3 separate regions of the Gossypium hirsutum genome follow, and all the other regions are linked to region 3. Evidence: chromatin contacts called from public Hi-C data. All regions are on one chromosome and are shown on one strand. Each heading gives the region's core, a stretch centred on a gene start, on an enhancer-like site or on the middle of the called end of the contact. The rest is flanking DNA. Distances are from core to core; before and after follow the strand shown.

Evidence for each region. Hi-C and Micro-C count contacts between places; a contact is called where the count stands out from the background.
Region 1: a Hi-C map of leaf shows a contact between it and region 3, with 1.8 times the contacts expected there. The contact joins the promoter of LOC107909949 here to the promoter of LOC107909957 in region 3. A contact is called at or near these places in 5 of 34 Hi-C or Micro-C datasets (callus, leaf and petal).
Region 2: a Hi-C map of leaf shows a contact between it and region 3, with 2.7 times the contacts expected there. The contact joins the promoter of LOC107909951 here to the promoter of LOC107909957 in region 3. A contact is called at or near these places in 10 of 34 Hi-C or Micro-C datasets (callus, fibers, hypocotyl and 2 more).

The regions. Positions count from the first base shown.
Region 1 is chrD02:50,785,708-50,788,932 of Gossypium_hirsutum_v2.1, forward strand. It overlaps LOC107909949 (sodium/hydrogen exchanger 8-like), which reads left to right and starts at 1,954. Exons shown (of 23, transcript NM_001327028.1): 1 at 1,954-2,158. The coding sequence starts at 1,954.
Region 2 is chrD02:50,724,056-50,727,041 of Gossypium_hirsutum_v2.1, forward strand. LOC107909951 (D-galacturonate reductase) reads left to right here and starts at 1,308. Exons shown (of 4, transcript XM_016837661.2): 1 at 1,308-1,741; 2 at 1,844-2,087; 3 at 2,182-2,361; 4 at 2,478-2,986. The coding sequence starts at 1,419. The coding sequence ends at 2,681.
Region 3 is chrD02:50,584,889-50,587,949 of Gossypium_hirsutum_v2.1, forward strand. It overlaps LOC107909957 (putative clathrin assembly protein At1g25240), which reads left to right and starts at 1,769. Exons shown (of 3, transcript XM_016837672.2): 1 at 1,769-3,061. The coding sequence starts at 2,160. LOC107909955 (65-kDa microtubule-associated protein 6) reads left to right here. Exons shown (of 12, transcript XM_016837669.2): 7 at 1-79; 8 at 234-321; 9 at 400-473; 10 at 567-641; 11 at 877-1,238; 12 at 1,316-1,615. The coding sequence ends at 1,218.

The DNA.
Region 1 (3,225 bases), core at 704-3,203, 200 kb after region 3:
TGGTTTGATACCAAATAGTCCAAAGATGTTTAATCTATTTTTTTATAATTAAGATATTTTTCATATTCATTCTAAAAAAAATTTAAGTTATTATAGGGAGAGTAATTCCTCATCATAACTGTCCAAATTTTTTGTCTACATAAGCGGATCACATGTTTTTTTTTCAGTTCACCAAATCAAACAGAAATTAGAGAAAATGTATCAAGTTCACCGGGAATGCAGCAATGAGCAAATATGAATAATAAAAGTAGTAAGAGAATATCCCCTACAATTGCTGATACGTCCTAAATCCGAACGACACTTAGGATAATAACATTGTTATCAACCTTTGCAATTAATGAGAAAGGAACGTGGAAGACATGGCTTGTATATAATGAAAAGAGCTGAACACAGGAAGCTTCAAGTAAATAAAAAGTAGGGGTGTGGATTTGGTGGCTCCAATGAGTTGAGGCATATAACCAAAATAACTGAACGGAATAAGATCAGTTTCGTCCGTTTACATTGGTTTTTTTTGGGTAGATTTCGTGCAGTAGTGGTTGTGTGCTTAGAGATGGTTTTATTTTCTTTTTTTGTTCACCACATGGTTTAGAATTAGAGAGAAATTTGAAATCTGTAAATACTTTCAACATTTTCAATGTTGAATGGTTTAGGTAAGATTGGTGATTTTATTTTGAGTTGAAATGTTTTTTTGGGAGGGGCCATTACTAAAAAGATAAAGTTTCTTTAAAAAGATTTTAAATAATTTTTTATCAAAATTTTTAGGGTAAATTATGCAAATAGCCACCTAACTATACCCGCATTCTTGTTTTTGGTCATCCAACTTTAAAATTTTATTAATGTGGCATGTCTCTGTTTTTAAAGTCGAAAGTTTTAGCTAAAAAATTTGAGGATCAAATTGATAGAATATATAAGTATTGAGAATTAAATATAATATTATATTAGCTAGAAAAAGACTTTCGTTATCAACTTAATGACGGATGACCAAAACATAAACAAATTCAAGCATTAATGTCTATATTAAAAATTTTTAAAGTGGAGTAACTATAACAAAAATATGAACATAATTAATTGATCATTTGTATAATTTACCCAAACTTTTATATAAGTACATATTTATAATGTATAGATTGCTATATTTTTTATTCCTTTATAAGTTACAAATATAAAAGGAATCAACCTTAAATCCAAATCATGCTCAAAAGTTAAAATAAAATAAAGAGAAAATGATTTGAAATATCGAAATTTCAAAAAAAAAAAACTTTTCCATTAAATAAAACTGAAAAGAAAAATTAAAAAAAATCAGAAATTTTCCAATTTTGATTTTCTGGATGGAGACATTAGTAGGGGTAATTAAGAGCAGCTAAGAGGGTGGTGCCATTGTCTCCACTTTTTCCGTTTAGAGAGGAGAGGGGAATCGTCTTTTTCTTTTTATCGGACCAGAAGAAGGCAGGGAAGTGTTTTTAGAGAGGGGATGTGTTGAATCTGGATATTATGATAAGGTAGGTATCTAAAGCATTAGCTATTAATAATATCTTATTCTATTATAATCAGCAGAGGCCATTCTAGGGACCGGCCTGTCCCTCTCTTAAAATAAAAAATTATTATTTAAAATATTTTAAAAGTTTAAATTAAAAGAAAAGAAAATTTACTTTTAACTCCCTTAAAATTATAAAAATTTATTTTTTAAAAATTATAAAGATATAAATTATAAAAGATTAAAATTTTATTTTAGCTGTAAAAAGTTATTCTGCCTCACCTGATTATCAGTATTCCTGTAGCATTACAACCATGGACTCAAAAAGACGAAACATAAAAGTGATTGATGTAATTTGGCGAAATTTAATGACCTAAAATGTAAATTACATGAATAATATATATTAATAAAGTTTCAAGTGATTTTTATATAAATAAATGAGAAGGAGATAGCAAGCAGGTGATTTGAGTTGTAATAACATGGAGGAAGTGAAAGAGTATCTATACGTGTTACCTTCGAGAATGCTAGAGGAAATTAGCTCCGGTGAATCGGAGCCAGTGGATGCGGTCATCTTTGTTGGGATTTCTTTGGTATTAGGAATCGCTTCCAGGCATCTTCTTCGCGGCACCAGAGTTCCTTACACTGTCGCTTTGCTCATCATTGGCCTTGGTCTCGGCTCTCTCGGTTCGCCTCTTCCCACTTCTAATTTATCATAAGAAAATTTAAATTAGCAGCACAGGAGAAGTAGGATTGTCCATTGGACTTTCATGGATTTTTGACTTTTTTTTTTTCTTTTTTCTATTTCCAATATATCAAAATTTGTTAATTTCGTTGTTTTGATGCAAACTTCATTTGGTTTTTATAATCCCTTTGCCACCAAAATAGATCATTAACTTGACTCATCTAAAGTCAATATTGTAAGTCACAAGATCTAAGCTAAGATTTTTCTTCTTTAGTTTTGCCAGCAAATTAGTTCTAATTTCTGGGCATTTCTTTCCATCTGCTTTTCTCTTCTAATATTACTTCGATTTTTGATCTTCTAAACCAAATTAAGTATACGGATATAAGTTCGACTTTGATACTTTGATACACTGACCGGAGTTTCCTTCTTAACTCGGTGAGTTAAGAGTTTACCCTCTTATTATTGTTATTATTATTATTATTAATTCTAAAAACTACACAAAAATTCATTCTTCTTCTCATAATATATATATATTATTTCTATTATATATACACGCCACTTTAAAGATTAAAAAAAAAAAAAAGCAATTTAAAGGGTTAAGACATGCCACTCCACAAGCGAAACTGATTAGTGTATCTTTTGTTTCGTTAATTTTTGAGAAATTATACATTATTGAAGTGATATATAATCCTAGAGTATATTTAGAAAAAGTGACCATAGTAGTGCTCAGCTTTACTTGTTAAAGTTAAAAATTTACAACGTCAAAAAAGAATTCATTCTTAATGTTTTAGCTATTCTGGATACAATCCAGCTGGTGGAGTTTAAGAATCCCGTCAGGTGGATGGGATAATTTTCTTAATATATATTATATTCCATATTCCATTTCTGAATCTGAACTCTTTTAAGTGGATTTTTTTTTGTAAGGCTTTTAAGTGGAAGTTAGTTTACCATTTACCAGTGAAAATTGATTTCAGTTTGTAAGCAAGATAGCATAGCCATAAACAAGGTCTTAACTGGAATTATGATTTCATTCTTGATTAAAAGAAAAAAACTTGGCACATGATTCCAA
Region 2 (2,986 bases), core at 58-2,557, 140 kb after region 3:
TATCATATATTATTATTTGAGTAAATTCATATAAGAATATTGATTATTAAGAATTTTATTAAATTCTATATTTTAATTATAATATATCTAATAATAATTATGTTTAAATATGATTAAATTATTTATTATTGATAATAATAATCTTATTAAAATTTAAATAACAATAACAATAATCATTTACCAAAACAAATTTATGGTAAGGGTATTCTAGTCATTTTAGTTTTTTCCATTATGCTATTACACCTCTATTCCATTCAACCAAACACAAGATTACTATTACGCCTCTATTCCATTACATTCAACCAAACAGTTGATTTGCTATTACACCTCTAATCCAATACACCTCTAATCCAATACAGCGAACCAAACGTACCCTAATTGTAGGTACTAATGACTTTCTTTATTCTATTAGAAATTATGTTAAAGAGATGAAAAATGAACTTAAAACATTATTAAAAAAATTTAAAATATCAAACACTTTTGGAAGAACTGAATAACTCGCGAAATATAAATCATTAGAAATTAGTTAATGGATTTAGTTTAATTATTAAAAAAAACTAAAGTGAAACTAAAATCGAACCGAAAAGACTTGAGGCATAATCTTCTAACAAGTTCATTAAGTACCCCTAAAAAACAACAATTTCATTCATGTAGCTTCTAGCCCTTTTCATTCATTTATTTTTTACCTTTGAAGTATTCTTTTGCATTTCTATTTTTTTTTAAAATTATAATTCTTTATTGAAATTTGAAAAAAAAAATATTTTAATTAAAACGAAATTACTCCAAACAAAAGTATGGGTAGAATTGAATAAAAATAATAAAAAATATATAAAACATCAAAATAAATATTTTAGGCTACTAATTCAGCGGAGAGAGTAATACAATCTAATTTTAAAACTAAAGGTTTATCAATCAAAGGAAATTGGCGGGTGAAGAATGGGTTGACTCGGTCCATAACCCCAGGGCAACAAGGATGGTTATAGTAGATATCGGTTTGATTGTACTTTTGTAGCTTAAATTTACTTGATTGTTTTGTCCACAAATAATCTCTAATTTACCTAATAACTTCAGAAGAAAAAACAGAGGCAGGCATGGCTGTATTTCTTTGATGTGCAGTTCCCCATTGAGTAGGAGTAATAAAAGTTTGCTAGAAATGACACTTGTTTAATTCCAAAAGCAAAGTTGAAAAGGGAGACATGGACCCCAACCTAATTGTCCATCAAAGGTAATGCTCCGCGTAATGAACGAAGCAGATGATGTTGGTTGCACCAGACAAATTGTTACACCAATACCTTAATTAAGCCCATAAATCAACGGTGTATACCGCAAATCCTGTAATTATGCAGTGCGATTAGGACATTATTTAGGCGATGATTTTCAATCATTAAGCTTTACAGTGTAATCTTAAACTAAAAATTATGGAGAATAAAGTTCCAATCGTTCCAGTCGTCTCCTCCTTTAGCGGACTAACCATGCCAGTGATAGGCATGGGGACAGCCTCGTATCCACCAGTTGATGCAGGGACCCTAAAATCAGCCATTGTTGAGGCAATCAGAGCTGGGTATCGCCACTTTGATACAGCTTTCATATATGGGTCTGAGCAGCCACTTGGAGCAGCAATCGCTGAGGCCTTGAACATTGGCCTCATCAAGTCCCGGAATGAACTCTTTATCACTTCCAAACTATGGTGCACTTATGCTGAGCCAGACTTGGTCATTCCCGCCATCAAAATGAGTCTCGAGTAGTAGTTTTACTTTTACCCTTGCACAACTCCATAAATTGAACCTTCAAATCACTTTTTTATTATTATTCACATATATATATAATTTTACGAGTGTTGCAGGAATCTTCAGCTAGAATATCTTGATCTTTATCTCATACATTGGCCACTAAAGTTCAGCAAAGAGGTGAGTCGTTTGCCGGTTCCCAAAGAAGAAGTATCTGTTATTGATATCAAATCAGTTTGGAGTGCCATGGAAGAGTGTCAACTTCTGGGTCTCACCAAAGCCATTGGTGTCTCTAACTTCTCTTCGAGAAAGCTTGAAGAAATCCTTTCCTTTGCCAAAATCCCTCCCGCCGTCAACCAGGTGAGCAATTGACTCTTCATTTTTCTTCAAATACCCAAGCGTGACACATGGATACCAGGATATGATATTATAAATTGTTTAATTTGTTTAAAAGGTGGAGATGAACCCACTTTGGCAGCAAAAGGAGCTGAATGAGTACTGCAAGGCAAAGGGTATTCATGTTTCAGCTCATTCCCCTCTGGGCTCAAAAGGCACGTTGTGGGGAGATAACAGGATTTTCGACTGTCATGCTTTGAAAGAGATTGCCGAGGCCAAAGGGAAAACAATTGCCCAGGTGGACTTTTCCCTTTTCCTTGTATTTTCAGTGGTTGGAAATGATTTTTTTTTTAAATACACAATACGAGTATATATTAGATAAATAGTGTTGGTTGACATAAATAGAGATGGCAGATTTGTCTAAGATGGGTGTACGAGCAAGGGGCAAGTGTGATAGCAAAGAGCTTCAACAAGAAGAGAATGGAGGAGAACCTTGAAATATTTGATTGGTCATTGAGTGTAGAAGAATTGGAGAAGATCAGAGGTCTTCCCCAGTGCAAATTTAACTCCATCGGTACATTTATCGAGCCCAGCGCCGAGCTTGAGGCACAGCTATGATATCAAGAACGATGATCATTTATTTTCATGTTTACAATTTATATATGCTAAGCTTTACTTGATTTTGGAGGGTGTTTGACCCAAAACATGAAAGATTTCTTAGTTCCCAAGGTGTTTGATTCTCAAAATTTTAAGAATTTTAATTTTTACGACGCCCCCTCCCCCCGGGAAGTTGGCTGTGATGTCAACAACCCCAATTTGGGAAGAAGTCATTCAAAAGATGAAAAGAGGCACGTGGCAATAGCTTGGTAAGAATATTTGGTATTTGATCTGCAATTTCAATTTCCTTATTGTGAACATGTTCA
Region 3 (3,061 bases), core at 519-3,018:
TCGAAAAGATATAATGGATAGAATAGATCGATGGCTTTTGGCTTGTGAAGAAGAAAATTGGCTGGAAGACTACAATCAAGTAAGCATTGTGTGTATCTCATGTGTTTTCCCTGTCTTAGTTTCTCTCTTCAATATTGCTTGTGTACTATTCCGTGAGTCAAAATAAATACATCTGATTCACCTTGTCTATAAAATTTTAATTCATTAGTTGTTAACTTCATTTTGAATCTCAGGATGAAAACCGGTACAATGCAGGGAGAGGTGCACATATTAACCTTAAGCGTGCAGAAAAAGCTCGAATAACAGTAACCAAAATTCCGGGTATTTACTCTTCTTATTCATCCAACTCTCTGATGGATATGTTTGTATTGTTGAGCTAAATAATGGTACCCTTTGCAGCAATTGTGGATAATCTGATCAACAGAACGTTAGCTTGGGAAGAAGAAAAAAGGGCATTGTTTCTATATGATGGGGTCAGTAGTTCTGTAAACTTGCACAATCATTGTCGTTTGGAATTGTTTCTGAATAAGCTTGTTCCTAAACATGACATACTTGTATGCATATAGGAGCGACTGGTGTCGATACTGGAGGACTACAAGCTGACAAGGAAACAAAGAGAGGAGGAAAAGAAGAGATGCAGGGTAATTTTAATATGTTTTTTGCTTCTGCAAATATTATTGCCGAGTTATCTGAACCTTTTAGCCCTTTGGTACCTTGTCCATTTTCCTTTCTTTTCTCATCTCCTTTTCAACTTGCTTAAAGCGACTTTTTATATGATGAATGGCATTTCCAAGCAGGCCATATATTGAATGTGTGCATTGATCTCTACGACTTATACATGCATAAAAACAATATCTTTTCTATTCCATTTTGCAGGACCAAAAGAAGATTCAAGATCTGCTCCTGACAGAGAGAGAAGCCATTTATGGGTCAAAACCTAGTCCAAGGAAAAGTAACAGCTTCAGAAAGACAAATGGTTATCGAGCAAATGGAAATGGATCCATGACTCCCAGTACACCTCGTCGGAACTCGGTGGGTGGAGCAACTCCCGAGCTACTTACACCACGTTCATATTTGGGGCGTCAAAATGGCTACTTCAAGGAAATGAGAAGGTTGTCTACAGCACCTATAAACTTTGTGGCCATATCAAAGGAAGATACAGTATCTACATACACTTCAGTATGTGATTCGGAGCTCGGGTCTCCACCACATAGCTGAAGTTTAGAAATCCAGAAGTGGTATGTTTTGCCTACGCCATTGAACCTCTTCTGTTAATGTTGTTCACACGCTTAAAACAATTTTTGTTCAATCACAGGAAGAGGATAGGATCATATAGTTGCAATAAGTGTAGACTGGATTAATAGCAGCAGAACCGTGTGTTGTGAATATACGAAAGAAAGGGTATGGATAGATTAGTGTACGGATTGTGAATTGGTAGGAGTCGGACAGGTGACTGACTTTTGTGGGTGTTCGCATGGAAATGATGTTATTTGCCATTGCGGAGAGGGAGAAAAGAAGAAACCAGTTTGAAAATTGTGTTTAACTTGTTTTTGTGTGGTGTTACATGTACTGATAATATTGATAGTAGTAGTATTACTGGATTTTTTTGCTTGAATGTACGTGTACATGCTTGAATGTATGTTTGCAATGTATATACATGTACTCTAGTATGATCATCATTATATTATCATCCATGTTTGTTCAAAATTTCTTATGTCAAGTAAGCATTTTTAACACCACTTCACCAATTTCATAATTCATGTATACACAGTTGAAATTTAACTTCCTTTTTTTTTTTTTTGTACAACACCGAGTTTAGCAAGTTCCAACCAGATAATTCACATGCAAGTGATTTTTATTTTTATTTTTTAACATCTAATCATAGTCTATGAAATTAGCCATTTGTTCCCAAAATAGAAATGCGTAAAGAGAAACAACTATAAACTTGTCCGAAGATATATGCTAACAAATGGCAAATACAGGCAGACATGGCTAAATCACAGCTTAGTTTTCTATCCAGTCGTAGGCCGTCGGTTTTGGGTTTGTTGAAGCAAAATTTTGTATTAAGAAAAAAACAAAAACAAAAAGAGGGGCTTCAGGACCACCTCTGACAAACCCGCTGCTTTGTAAGGGCGACGGAGGGTTGAGGTCGAAGAAACATGAAGCTATGGAAGAGGGCCGTTGGTGCTGTCAAAGATAAGAACAGCATAGTGGTGGTCTATATTTCCAGAAGGAATTCCTTTAGGAACCCTGAACTTGAGGCTGCCATTATAAAGGCCACAAGTCACGATGAATTACACATTGATAAAAGGAGTGCGCAGGTTGTGTTTTCGTGGATTCGAGCGTCGCCCGTTAGCCTAGGTCCTCTTATATGGGCCTTGTCTAGGAGGATGGAGAAGACTCGGAGTTGGGTGGTGGCCATTAAAGGGTTGATGCTCATGCATGGCATTTTCCATTGTAAGGCACCAGTGGTTCAAATGATGCAGCGTTTACCCTTTGATCTTTCCACTTTCAGCGATGGACATTCCAAGCCCAGCAAAACCTGGGGTTTCAATAGTATCATCCGTGAGTACTTTGCGTTTCTAGATCAAAGAGCTGCCATTTTTTTAGAGCAAGATAATCAGAACAACAACAACAAAGTCGAGGAGCGTTTGTTGTTGGTGCAACAGCTTTTGAAATTGGAGAAATGGCAATCTTTGCTTGATTTGTTGCTTCAAATTAGGCCTCGAGCGGAGAATATGAAGGTTAGGCTGATTATGGAAGCCATGGATTGTGTGATCATTGAGATATACGATGTTTACGGTATAATCTGCAACGAGATTGCCAAGATTTTGTTGAAAATATATTCCGTAAGCAAACATGAAGCGGCAATGGCGCTTAGGGTTCTTCAAAAGGCAATGAAACAGAGTGAAGAGCTTTCTCTCTTCTTCGAGTTCTGCAAGGAATATGGCGTCCTAAACGCCACCGAACTCCCCACCGTTACTCGGATCCCTGATGAAGACGTTGAAGAACTTGAGAGGATAATGAATGGGGTTTCAGTTCCAGAGAAGACGATCAATTA